Linked DNA regions of Anser cygnoides: region 1 is linked to region 2. Evidence: chromatin contacts called from public Hi-C data. All regions are on one chromosome and are shown on one strand. Each heading gives the region's core, a stretch centred on a gene start, on an enhancer-like site or on the middle of the called end of the contact. The rest is flanking DNA. Distances are from core to core; before and after follow the strand shown. Region 1 holds the start of UFL1 (UFM1 specific ligase 1). Region 2 holds the start of NDUFAF4 (NADH:ubiquinone oxidoreductase complex assembly factor 4).

Evidence for each region. Hi-C and Micro-C count contacts between places; a contact is called where the count stands out from the background.
Region 1: a contact with region 2 is called in a Hi-C map of liver, with 1.8 times the contacts expected there. The contact joins the promoter of UFL1 here to the promoter of NDUFAF4 in region 2. A contact is called at or near these places in 2 of 7 Hi-C or Micro-C datasets (both in liver).

Annotation. Positions count from the first base shown.
Region 1 is chr3:79,965,988-79,973,174 of Taihu_goose_T2T_genome, forward strand. UFL1 (UFM1 specific ligase 1) reads right to left here and starts at 2,111. Exons shown (of 19, transcript XM_048066641.2): 1 at 1,974-2,111; 2 at 1,205-1,350; 3 at 445-473. The coding sequence starts at 2,050.
Region 2 is chr3:79,791,165-79,798,355 of Taihu_goose_T2T_genome, forward strand. It overlaps NDUFAF4 (NADH:ubiquinone oxidoreductase complex assembly factor 4), which reads left to right and starts at 4,194. Exons shown (of 3, transcript XM_048066664.2): 1 at 4,194-4,368; 2 at 4,636-4,733; 3 at 7,078-7,191. The coding sequence starts at 4,197.

The sequences.
Region 1 (7,187 bases), core at 861-3,360, 170 kb after region 2:
TGATTCTAAGTAATTTTTCTCTAGCCAGAAGGGAAAATTAGTCACAGAGGAAGACTACTGGAGGATAAAGGTTAGTGGAGACAAGAGATTAACGTAGGAAGAGGGAAGATCCAAAAAGGCATGCAAAGTTAATTATGCATGCTCCTGCAGTTTTAGATTTAAATGGGAAACAATTCTTTTTTCCCCTTAGTCTGCAAAGGAAGAGTCCACAAAAAAATCTGTATATTTTGGTGCTGATTTCACAGATCACAGAGTATCTGTAAGTACAAAAGAACTCTACATAAAACAGTAAATGGATGCGTTAAATGATCTGCAGTACTCTGACAAAGGTTACCGGCTCGTCATAAACTGTTCTCTTATTAAAAAATGAGTGTGACTGATGAAGTCCACATTTACAACAAACATGATAAAAAAGAATATACTTTTTTATTACTAAAAAGTTACCTGTTGCAAGTCAACAATGTTTACTCGACCTTCAAAAAAAAGTACAAACATACTTTTAGTATATAAAACATATTTAAACAGGTTTAAAATACAGCATAGTCCATTGTGTACAGAACACTTCACTACTTTGTAAACCAATTAAACCAATTTCAGCTTTAAATATTGACAAATCACAGAAATCACTGACAGTAAGTGCAAGATATCCCATGCTGTTCTACACTATGGCTTTGCTGACAAACCAATACAGAAACCCCAGAAATAAAAATCACTTTTTCAGCTCCCTCCTGACTGGTTTTGCCTTGATGCTGATCAAATTTGACCACTAGTCCATAAGTATTAACACAGAGGCTGTCAAGCTTCTTACCTTTGCATAATGCTACTGTCAAACATCAGCAACAGTAATTTAAAAACATTATTATTACAACTAATGATGTGAACAGAGAATGGTTTTGAAATTCTGAGTCCTGTGCAAACATCTGGGCCAGATACTAAAATGCAAAATTCCCTTCAAGTAGACCAATTGCACCTCAGAAATTCTACATAGGCGAAAAAGAATCAAGTAACGTATCTTGATATTCTTAATTAAAGCCTAATACGGATTTGAAATGAAAAATTAAATAAACAAATTCAGATGTAGATGAAGCAAGAGGGAGCACGATCACTTTTTTGAAACATTATGGGTACTGAAGAAAACTATCAAATTCGTTCTGTAGCCTTCAATATTAACTTCCAAGAGGAGGAAAGCAGATGTGACACTTACCACCACAAACATGAAGCTCATCCCGGATCTCCCTACTAATCTGTGCTGGCGTGACATACTCTTTTCCATCCAGTGTATGCACTACTTCCAACTGCTTTTCTGCAATCAGTTTAGTGACGATTTCTATACAGTTCCGTTCCGACAACCTATCAACAGCACAAAGAGCAATCGGTTATTCCAAGCACTCGCTAACTTCAAATGCGCATTTTAAAAATACTCAACAGAGGGAATAAATTGATTACTTGCTGTTCTGTGCATTAAATATTTTTTATGACAGTCACTTTGTGTTCCTACTTGTCTGATGCCCCACAACTCGCCCACACAGCTTTTTGTGTGCGAGTCATCGCTGGGAGGTGATTTCCACTGCCCAACAGCTGTCAGCCCCTTTCGCAGTAGGATCGCACCTTTCTGTGAACGCAGACAAGGCTGCGCTTACAGGCTTTGTTTACTACCCTTATATACTTCTTTATTACTTCCTTTTTTATTTATTTATTTTTTTTTAATATAATCGAGTTCTGGGCCACAACCTGAATTACCCAACGACTGCTGACAGATCAGAGCGCTGGGCCCGAGGATGTTTACCGGCCGAGCCTCAGTGTCTCTCCTGGACCTAAATACAATCCTGGGGACCCCCCCGCACCCCCAGAACCCCAACACCCCCACCCCAAGCCTCCCCCCCTCCGTGCTGCCGGGCCTGGGGGGAGGCCGCGGGGCGAGGCTCGGGGCCCTGCCGGCGGCGGGCTGCGGGCACCGGCGCGGCCCCGCTCACCTCTGGGCCACCTCGGCGAACTGCGCCCGCTGGAAGTCGGCGGCCAGGCGCCGGATCTCCTCCCAGGCGGCCGCCATGGCCGCCCTCCCCTTCCACGTCGGCCCGGCGGGGCGAGCTACGGGCAGCCAGCGCGGACAAAGCTCCTCGACGCAGCCTCTCCTCCCGGCCGCCCACAGCGCCACCTCCCGGCCCGGCTGCCCCCGGTCTGCGGGGTTACATTTATTTATTTATTTATTTATTTATTTATTTTTTTGAGCCCGGAGAGTGTAAATTAAACTTGGTTTAACGCGCGAGCCAGGCTTTTGGGGTGTTTGTGGGAACGTTTGTGGAATTAGACGAACGACACTACTGAAAAATTTAGGGAGGCTCAGAGTGGTGTGTGAGGCACACAGCCTGTACAGCTGCTCAGTGGCAGCTCGGTCAGGCAGTGAGCCCAGTTTGTGTGGCTGTTGAAACAGCGGCCAACCACGCATTTTAAGGGCCCCTTCTGCCCTTATGTGGCATCGATTTGTCAATGGTAGTGACAGAGAACATGGGAGAGCTGAGTGTGCTCCTCCTTCATGCCGGCTGGTGAAGGGCCTGGAACACAAGTGCTATGAGGAGCAGCTGAGGGCACTGGGGTTGTTTAGTCTGGAGAAGAGGAGGCTCAGGGGAGACCTCATTGCTCTCTGCAGCTACCTGAAAGGAAGGTGTGGGGAGCTCGGGGGTGGCCTCTTCTCTCAGATAACTAGCTGTAGAACTAGAGGGATTGGCCTCAAGTTGCGCCAGGGGAGGTTCAGGTTGGAAATGAGGAGACATTTCTTCTCAGAAAGAGCAGTCAGGCGTTGGAAAGGGGTTGCTCAGGGAGGTGGTGGTGTCGCTGTCCCTGGGGGTGTTCAAGGAAAGGTTGGACGTGGTGCTTAGGGACATGGTTTAGTGGGTGATAGTGGTGGTAGGGGGATGGTTGGACCAGATGATCTTGGAGGTCTTTTCCAACCTTAATGATTCTGTGATTCTATGATCAAAGCTGCCCGCTGTCAGCATGAAATGTTGTGTGGAGATGGCCAGCCCCTGCCCTGGGCAGCCGATGCTGTGCTGCTGGGGCTGTGCAGTTATCCACCTGTGTTTCCTGATGGTAAATTCCCTGCGTGAACATACGAGATGGTACTGGCATAGTAAATTATAACAGCGTGTTTGCGGTGGGATAGATACATAGCTTTGGTTTTGCTGGCCATTTGCTGCGTGAGAAGAAAGTGGAGACAGGATTCATTGAGCTAGGCATCTGAAGTTAGCAGTTAAATTCTAGGCTCGGAGCTCTTCATAGGCAGTGAGATAGTCTCATAGGGTGAGATAGTCTCCTCAAACTGTTGTGTAGCTCTTCCTATCGGGAAAAAGAACTGGGAACTTAGAACTGGATTCCTCCTACCTAACCCTAAATGTATCTGAGGTGCTTTGCTTATGAGTATAGCCTAGTCTGTGGAGAATCCCCCCTAAAATCTGGATCTCTCTTTGGGCTGGCCAAATTGGACACTGTAGTTAAGATCCAAAAGTGTAGTGTAATGGATTAGGCCTTAACGTGTGTGTATGACTTGAATTCAAGCTACAACTGCAAAATGTGTGGAAGTAGTCATCTGTAAACAGTTGGGTTTTTTTTCTCTTTTTTCTCTCTCTCTCTTTTTTTTTTTTCTTTCTCTGAAGTGTAGATTTGTTTTGTTTTCCCAGTGTGCAAAGAAGGGGCAGGTGAATCATAAACACAACAGTTATATGTATATCGATATTCCTAAATTGCAGGTTCTGAACCCTTTTATTTCTAGATGTATGTACATGTTCACAATATGCCCCTTAGGATTTTCCATCCTAATTGTTATTCAAGTAGCTATTTTTTTTTTTCTGTAGAAATCAGTGTTTTATTTGGACAGTTTATAAATTAAGTTAAATCTTCTGTTGTTAAAAATATAGTAAATGATTAATTTTACTATGTATGCTAAAACCTCTTGCAGTTAACTGAACTCTAATGTTATTTTCAGCTGAGACTTGAGTTTTATATTATGGGTGTGTTGCTTGAAAATAAAGTTGATACAATTAATTTTACTACAGTATTCTAAATATTACTGATTCCAGAGCCACAATGGTTACAGAAATGCTTTTGTTTTTTTGTTGAAGGTATATAAATGAAGTGTGAAGATTTTTATAGCTTTATTGTTAATAAAGGATTAAATAAAACTTTATGTAACTGTTATAATATCGATTGTTGGCCACATTTATTAATACAATACAAAGCAAATAATGTCATATGATGGCCATGTACAACATCGCATAAGTTCACTCTGGCAGTATCAATTACCTTCATCTTAATTGCAGACAATAAAAGAAAATTGTGAGGTTATTAATAGTGTCAAAATGAATCAATGCTGTACATCTGACGTAAAATGCATTATAAAAGTTCATATTGTAATATGTATGTTCATACATCCTATACTGAACTCTCTTCTCAGGGAACTTGGAATTTGTACCAGTCCATTGAAGGAACATGAATTAATGGAAGAGATTTTTCAGTCCTGAGGTTGCTCCTACTTGCTGATGCAATGCATTAACCTCCAAAAGACCAAAACATGAAAAACCACACTGAGTCACTCCTGGCTGCCTACTGTTACAGAAAGTTATAACTAGTGGTTCTACATTCTACTCAATTGAAGGTATCATCTTCTAGCTAAAAGACCAAAAAAAGTTTGTGAGTTCATTGCAACATTTAAAGCAGAGACAGACCCTCAAGTACACAAGCTCCTGTAATATTTGTGTAGAAACATCTAGTTCTGCTTCTGAAACTTCTTCTGTCAAAAGATTCCAGGCACATGTAATTCCATAATTCCATACTCTCTGGAACATTGGCTCCTAAGACAGAGTAAGAGTGTCCTTTATTATTATTATTATTATTATTATTATTATTATTATTATTATTATTATTATTTTGAGAGCTCATCTTTCAGCTCTAGAAGCTTTCCTTGAAAGAGGCAGGAAATCTGAAAAATCCGTGCTTTTGGATTTTCTGTTTTGGTCTCTGTGTTCACATATACTTTTATTGCACATTTTATGGTATTTGTTGCATTATATCATTATTCTGGAATAGAGATTAATTAATAAAAAAATAATTGAAAGAAGGCATCAATACAATACATGTTTGGAGTAACTAGTGATCCCTAAAATTGTCCTTGGTGCATCCTCCTTTGCTGCAGAGCAGGCTCTTCAGATGTCAAAGATTTTGAATCTTGGAGGAGATACCATGAATGTATTCGCAGGTATGTGTGTACTGTGAAGACAGTGATAACAATGTCCTGCACATCATACAGTCTCACTTGTAGACCCACCAATTTCAGTCTGCGTGGCCATTCTTTTCTGAATTTGTTAGAAGGTATTCAGAAAAGAATGTAAGAGTGTAGTCAGTCCTCACATATTAAACCTGTCATGAAAAAGTATTGTTATTAATACCATTGAAATCTGGATAGCTAGGGATAATAGGTTAAATGTTTTCTGTATCATTTGATGTAGCTGTTGTTCATCTCAAGATAGATGAGGAAATGAATCTATTGATGAAGGAAATCCACAGGACTAGAGGACAATGCTGCAATATTAAATTGCTTTGCAAAGGTTATGGTGCCATGTGCAAACAAATCATACTGATAATATAGTAGGGTTGATTTCTTTTGACATAAAGGGTTTTTAGCTGTATATAGAAAATACACAGAAAGAGTGAAAAATGCGAAGTAGAAAAGAATGAAGTTCCTAAGAGGTGCAGTCCCTGCGAAACCTTTTTACTTGGCATAAAAAATCAGGGAAACGGTGATATGCATAGTGTGTTTTCTTTTCACTCAGCAGGAGTAGTGTAGAATCTTGTTCATCTGGGAATTAAATGTATCTGATATTAACAGAGCAAGAAAGTGTAAAAAAGTGATTATTTGGTAGACTGGACTGTGTGCAGACTATATGTTTTTTATATGGGGCATTTTGATAAGATAACCTGCAAAGACGGGAGATAACAGTGTAACCAGTAATGATAAAAAAAAATAGAAATGTAAATGAAAATGAGTAAATACTTGTCCAACAGGTTGTGTGGGGAACATTTTCGTATTCGCAGTCCCTCTTTAATGCACAGTTATAAATAACAATGTTTTGCTTTCCACTGCAATCTTTTTTTCTATTTTGTGCAGCAGTTGTTCTGTATGCTGATGAGAAGATGCTTAGTTCAACCTCAGGCAGCCTTTTCTATATACTTTAGTTACAAAACACCATACATTCAATTAATTGGTATGATTATCTACCTAATTATAGGTAGAAGAAATTTGTTAATTTGGTTCTTCCTTTGCAGTGAATGTTTATATCAATAGGAAAAGCTTCCCCAAGTAAAATATTTATAAATATACAGAGCATGAAACAGGACATGTGTGTGTATAGTGTCACTACTAAAATAAAGTATTAAACGCACGAGCAGCTGCCTTGTTCATATACTTTATGAATGTTGTTTGGACATACTCAGAAAATTATATTCATATAGATACAATTTTTACTGTTTTAAGTAACTTTTATTGTTGTTGGTATATGTATAGAGCTAATCAAATTTTCTCTGCTAAAAATATTAAGTCCAGCTTATATTGTTTGACATTTTTTTTTCTATATTTGGCTTAGAAGAGTAAATGTACTGAGGTGTTTAGATGATCAAATTCCCATACTGTGTTTGACAAAAGCGCCCTCGATCTTTTTTGATAAAGTGTTAGACGTAATATACAGAATTCAGAGTAACCATTTGTTTCACCTGGTATTTGAACATATTGCAAAATGTTTAGGGGAAGAGAGATGCATTTCTACAGGTTTTCGGCCATATGCCCAGTTAATGTACTGCTGCATTTGTATAAAAAATGCTGGTGTAAATAGCTGTATTTTGCCACTCAACTAAATATTTTGATTAATGCTAAATTGAAGACCAAGCTGTCATTTGTGGCATAGTATGTCATAGTGAGGTACTGCAAACATGAAGTATATCTTTCTCTGATATACTGAGCTGTCGGGGAACAGAGCATTGAAGTAGTATATAAAATTTTTATTTATAGTAAATCAGAAGCACTTGTAAAATATTACAGACAATATAAAATATATGCTGTTGCATAAATACAGAAGTATTTATACTACTGGAGGCAACAAAGAAACTTTTAAGAGGTCTGCCAACAGTTCTCAAAATCCAAT
Region 2 (7,191 bases), core at 2,944-5,443:
GTTTGATTGTCTGTGTTGTTCCCATGGGCTGTTTTGATAAAGAGATACTTGAGGATCGACTTATTTCTTTTGTTATTTTTAAATTCCCTGGAAACATGCATGTTCCCGGTTCATGAAAAATGTATCCCATTTGTAAGACTGTAGAAGCTGAACACAGTTAGTTCTTATGCTCTGAGGAACTACACATTCATTTTTTAATAATTACACTTGCAGATACATTATAGAGAAAGAAATTCCAAGCTCTTGATTTCTGATATTTAATTTCAACGTGGTCACACTGGTAAAATACCAAATGACAAAAAAAAAAAAAAGGCAGGGGTTGTAATTCCCAATTTTTCTGCCTGCTATATTATAAATGGCAGATTCTTCATAATAAAAGTTTTATACTTCTGATCCTTCCTTATACATAAAAAAGAACAGCCTTGTACCATCCTCAGTGACAGCAAGTGACAGGCAGAGAATGACATCACTCTTTATTTTTAACCAACTGCCTTCTAGTGAATTTATTTCGCTGTCAGTAAATATTACAGCAGCGTTAGTCACATTCAGGCTTTACAGAGACAGAATCACTCAGAATCACTGAGTTTGACCCGAGAAGCCCGCAGTTCTTCACTTTTGAAGGGGAAAATCTTAATTTCCAAATTTGGAACAATGGCTTGCCTCCACAGTCGTATTAGTAAAAATGTCTTAGAAAAATGCTTAAATACGTGCCAAAGGTCTACAATCACCAGAGACATCCATGTAAATTTTACCATTACAGCTACACTGGATAGGCTAACCACTTGCAAACATATAAAGTCGTGTGCTCAGGTACATAGGTTAAGTCAGCAACTAATCGACTACTGGTATTTAATTAGATATGTCACCAGTCCCAGTCCAAAAACATAAACAGCTGCAATGCTTCTATGTTCCCGTAACAGCTAATATCACTTAACTTCCTATTATCACTATATGTACAGGGCCTAAAATACAATCATAGAATCATTAAGGTTGGAAAAGACCTTCAAGATCATCTGGTCCAACCGTCCCCCTACCACCAATATCACCCACTAATGTTACCCACTAGGATCAAGTCAGTAAGTTTATTACCAGAGAATGTAAGTTAAAGACATGCTTCCATCCTTCTACAGACAGTGAGAGTCTTTAAAGTTGGGAAGCGGAGAAACTGCCCCTTGAAGTTTCCCCAAGAGAGTAGAGATCCAGTGCAGATCATGCTTACACTACTTTGTCTCCATTGCCTTTGTAAGCCTGTTTGCTTTTCCTCATCCACCAGCAAGTCTTTCAACTTTCCTCGCAGAATAACCCTGACACTTCTTCATGCAGTATGCAAGCAGTCCACAGCCATAATAACTATCGCATCAGGGATGTTATTACCAAATAACGCTGCTACAAGTAGAAGTCCAAGTTTTGAAAAACAAAGTTTTGTATGTGCACACTAAAAAGCAAAACTAGATGTATGCAAGGGCAAGCAACATGCCTTTTCCTCCTAAAAATGAACATAGAAGTTGTGTCTCTTAATTGTCCTTTGAAACACTCCCTCTCCAGGTCACTTGATTCAGGCAACTACTGCCACACATGAAGAGTCTATAAAGGCATGTACACAAGTTAAAAGCATAAAACAATTACTTATTGGCTAATTCACACAACAGCCAGGATTAATGAGTCACTAATTCACTTTTCTCCTTTGGTAAGGCACCCTCAGAGTCTTTGTTGACCAGGCAGTCATCAGTCATGCGGAGAAGGGTCAGCCTTCATTGTTTCTTAACTCTAGGTGTTGCTGTTTCTGTCTTCATTTTTCTCTCAGAAAATCTTCTGTCTTTTCATGCTTACATTTTTCCTCTTGAATCTTTAATCTGCTTATTTCCTTTCAACAATTTTACCTCTGTCTCCAATTTTACCCTTGCATGGTTCAATACTAAATACTTTCTCTCACAGTTTAGCAGTTTTCTCAGAAGTCTGGGCTGCATCAAAATGAGGCCTCCAGTCATAGATGGTTGAAAGAGAGAGACTGCACCCTGGTGAGGACCATATCTGACTAACATAGCATAACCCCAAAATTGTGAACAATCCTAAGGAATCGTTCTTGTCATTTCCAGTTAGGGTATATGTTCTAGATGATATATGTTTATGAAATAATCTGCTGCCACTGAGTAAGACAGTGATGTGCGTATAAAGAAACATAATTGTGATGGTTTAACACCAGTGGGTACCTCAGTAGCACCATGCTGCTCTCTCACTCCCCCTCCTCAAAAGGACAGAAGGAGAAAATACTATTAAAAACAGCTCATGGGTTGAGATTAGGACAGGGAGATTACTCTCCAATTACCGTTACAAGCAAAACAGACTCAGCATAAGGGAGATTAGTGTAAGTTATTGCCAACTACTAAGAGACTAGAGCAGTGAGAACTAAAAGCCAACTAAAACCACCTTCCCCCTAATCCACTCTCTTCTACCTCCTCCCCACAAGTGGCTCAGGGGAATTCAGGGGAATGGGGGCTGTGTTGAAGCTATAGCATTTTGTCTCCGCTGCTCCTTCACGGTTACTCTCTGCACGTGGGGTCCCTCCCACAGGATGCCGTCCTTCCTGAACTGATCCTGTGGGGGCTTCCCACAGGCAGCAGCTCTCCAAGAACTGCTCCCACATGGCTCCGTACCAGGGATCCATCCCCCAGGAGCAAACTGCTCCAGCACGGGTCCCCCACGGGCGGCAGCTCCCCCCAGACCCCCTGCTCCTGCGTGGGCTCCTCTCCAAGGGCTGCAGCTCCGGCCCGGGGCCTGCTCCTGCGGGGGCTCTCCATGGGCCGCAGCCTCCTCCAGGCCACATCCACCTGCTCCACCGGGGGCTCCTCCACGGGCTGCAGCGTGGAGATCTGCTCCGTGTGGGACCCATGGGCTGCAGGGGGACAGCCTGCTCCACCAGGGGCCTCTGCACAGGCCGCAGGGGAACTGCTGCTGCGTGCCTGGAGCACCTCCTGCCCTCCTGCTGCATTGGCCCTGGGGTCTGCAGGGCTCTTTCTCACTCCTCTCTCCCAGCTGCTCTGGCGCAGCATTTTTGTTTCCTTTCTTAAATCTGCTCTCCCAGAGGCCCACCCAGCATTGCTCCCTGGCCTGGCTCTGGCCAGCAGCGGGTCCCTTTGGAGCCAGCTGGAGCTGGCTCTGATCTGACATGGGGCAGCTGCTGGGCTCTGCTCACAGAGGCCACCCCTGCAGCCTGCCTGCTATCAAACCCTTGCCATATGAGCCCAATACACATTAATGACTGATTAAGGGGAACAACATCCCTAAATACTTCCATGTTACTATTATTTAAGTAAAAACTTACAAAGAGGAAAAAAAAAAGAGAACAAGACTTTTTATATCAGTACAGCAGCTACTGGAACAGAAAGCAGGGGTGACAACTTACGTGAGGACACATGTTGAGTGCAACAGGTAGTGGCACATAGTGACACTGTGTGTCTGGAAGCTAAAATGTACAGAAAACCACACAAACAGTGTTTATACATTGAATTGCCCTCTCAGCCTTGTTGTCAGGGTCACTGGGTCCATCTATAAGCCTGTACGTGATTAAGTACAGCTTTTTGCTGTAGATAACATGTACGTACCAGACCCAGACTTTCACTCCGGACTCACTGCGGTTTCTTACAAAACCTTATTGCGCATAACCCTGCTTATAAACCAAGTGAATACAATTCAAAAATAACGGATCTAAAAGCCACCTGTCGGCCAGCACCCCCTGCACCTCACACCGCAACGATGGAAAAGAACTGAAAAGGCTGCGTGCAGCAAACCCTGGGCGAGCCTGCCACCTTGAGGACATCCCCCGGCAGAAACCCCACGGCCCCGGCTCTCAGCAGCGCCAGGCGAAGGCGCCGCCGAAGAGGAGCCCCAAAAAATCCACAAGGGCACGGCATGACCCAGCTGCCCCCCGCCGACATGGCGGCGGGCCGGCGTCCCGGGGCGCCGCCGAGAGGAAATAGCGCTGGCGGAAGGCACTGTGAAAGAAACACTGAATCACTTCTTTATTTGTTTATTTATTTATTTATTTGGTTATAGTTGCCCGACATGAACCTACGACCCCACCGCAAGCTTCCCGCGCACCGCCATTTGCCCTTCCTGCCCGGCCTCCCCGCCCGGCGGCTCCGGCGTCGCGCCAGCACTCTGCGCATGCGCGGCGCACCGCCCCCACCGCTGTGCGCATGCGCGGGGCCGTCCCGGCGGCGGCGGTGGCGGCGGCAGCGGCGATGGGCGGGCGGTTGGTCCGCGCGTTGCGGGCGTTCAACGTGGAGAGCCGGGCCCACCGCGAGATCAGCAAGGAGAAGCCCACGCCCGCGCCGCACCACCCCACTACCCGCCTGGACGCGCTGACCGGTGGGTGCCGGCCTCGCCGGGGCGGCCGGGCGAGGTGCTGGGGCCGCGGTGACATTGAGAGCGGGGCCGCGCGCGGGGCATGCCGGGAGTTGTAGTCGGCGGCTGTCGCGGGGGGCCGTTGCTACTGGCGGTTGCTAGGGGCGGTGAGAAAATGGCGGCCGCCGGGGCGGGAAGGGGAGGGGAGGGGAGGGGGCGTCTCGGAGGTTTTCTCCCTTTCTTCCCTTTCCTCACGGTTTTTTTTTCTGCTCTCCTCCCCGCTGCCTGTAGAGCACCCGGCGATACGCGAGAAAGTCTACAGCAAGGACGACAGGTTGCTCACCTTGTTGAAAGACGTTTATGTTGAGTCTAGAGATCCGCCGGGGCAGGTGAGCGCCGCTCTCCGTCGGAGGCGCGCGAGCATCAGCGTTGTGGTTTTCAAACTCAACGCAAATCCTATCAGACTTTTACTTTTCAAGACAAATGAGCATTTTTTCAAGATTTTTTTCAAGAAAAAACGATCAGCTAGTGCCTAGATGCTACCCTTTTGTTAGATAAACATGATGTTTTCATTTCTCAGTTATATCCCAGTAGCATGGACTGACTTTGGGTCTTGAACATGTGTTAGGATATGGTTATTCAACCTACATGGTTCCTTTTTAACATCACATTGGTGTTTCGTTTTTCACTTAAGTTCCCACTGGTGCTTCTTCCAATGCAGAAGGGCAGCTGGCTATCCTTTCGGAAAGATGCAGTTTGCCAGAGATGTCCCGTAGATTTTTTAGAAGAAAACAGATTGGGACTAATATGGAGGGATAGATGTGGTAGAGGATAAAGACATTAACGCTTTTCTGGAGTCTTTAACAGCTGATGTTAATGTTGTCTTATGCAGAGCCTTTTCCTTATGTGGCTTAGGAAGTGCCCTAGCTGGGTTTTTCTTGTATAGCCTTTGGACTGTACGCTCATCCATTTCCTCATTACCAATGGCTGCACTCTTTGACTTGGAAAACAAGGCATATGCCTTCCAGTAACATGCAGACGGGGGCTTAGTCTCCTCTTCTCCACCTCGTTACATTATGGCTTGTGGTTTTTACCTGTTGCATTACTGGACCATTTTATTCTAGCTCATCCATTTAGTAATAAAAGCTTTGTAATTGTCTAGCAATAAAACTTCTAAGTCTTTATGATATTCCACATCCAGAGTACCTTCTATTCAAAACTAAAATATCTTAAAATTCATTCACTCCTGTAGCTTCTGCGTAATCTCTTTGTTAATTTTCATAAAGGAGGTTAGTACGCTAATTTTGAAGTGCTGAAGGTCTAATTCCAGTATCTTTAAACACTTCCACTTGTAAGTCTCTCAGGAGAGAGATTTGAGGAAAAGCCACAAGTGGAACAAATCTTAGTGCTTGGTTCTGCACCTACTGCAAGGTTGTTGCCACATAAGGCTTGCTCTTATGGTTTGTCTGTTTGAGGTTGTTAGGAGGAGCGTGATTAATATGTTAGCACTGAGGCTTGTGGGCAAAGCTTCATCCAGAAACTTTCTTCTTGTCCTGATTTTCTTCTAAAAACCTGGTGCATCATTTATATATAAAATAAATATTCGCATGTATATTTACATATATTTTATACATATATACTTTATGTGTATATATATACTATATATATTTTATGTATGTAATTATACATATATGTATATTTTGCATGTCAAGTTACATGGAAAACTACTATTTTTCAGTTCTGAAGTGGCAGATACCTGGAGATGCATCATTTTATTAAGACTTGAAAAATTGTTCATTATCTGAGTACAATTTTAGAAGGAAATAAAAAGAAAGGGAAGGTTGGTAGCATTGTCAAGCAGTCTGTGTAGTTTAGAAGCAGGCAGTTACAGGTGTTGCAGCATCCTCATCAGTTTCTCAGCGTATGGGTTAGTACAATGTCTGGGGTAATTGGTGGACTCTGATAACTTTAAAAGCACTTTTCCTTAAGAAAGGTTTTCATTGTGCCTCTTTGCAGTGTCATTCACTGGTGAAGTCTTAATAAAAGGCAATATGGGGAAGGTAGAGTTGCTTTCTAAATAACTTGGAAAAGGAAATATGAAAGGACTTGAGAGAAGAGACCTCGTGTCTGAGTGCTGCAGTAGTCATAAGAATTAAATTGCATATGATGATGCAAAATAGTTTTCTCTTTGTCCAGCAAATCTTGTTCTTTAGACAGAGTAAAAGAGGTGATGTCTTTTAGTTGCAAAACTAAAATCCGAAAATGAAAGGGGAAGAGAGTATATGGAAGGGATTTCCATTGGTATCACAAGAAGGATACCGTTTTTTAGTGTGATTTTTTTCCCTTCCTCTCCCCACCACCATGAATCGATACCAAATATTAGGTTATCTGCATTTACATTTAGCTACCAAAATGTGCAGTTTGACTTGTACGAAGGGCTGCTGAGTCTGTACAACACATAGACTGTAATGGATTATAGGTTTTCATAATGTGGGTGGGGGTTCGGCCCTCCTATATAGAATGGCTGTGCAACAACTGGCTATGATCTCTGTGATATTAAGAAGTGAGGGTGGCCAAGCATTTTAATGCTATTAAAATGTTTACACGTTAATGCTGTAAAAATGGGGAAAGCTAATAGGAAATGCCATATTTAGGAAGATTGCTTGGCTGCTACAGTATACATAGTAAACAGAACTGCTGTTAAGCTCTCTTTGTTTTCCTTCCCACAATTAGGTAAAAGATGGAGGTGGTGAACATGTTCCATGTAAACAAGAGGAAAAGAGAATTACAAAACTGGGTCAATTTGAATATCTAGATATTAAGAAAGTTACCAAAGGCAAAATTTCC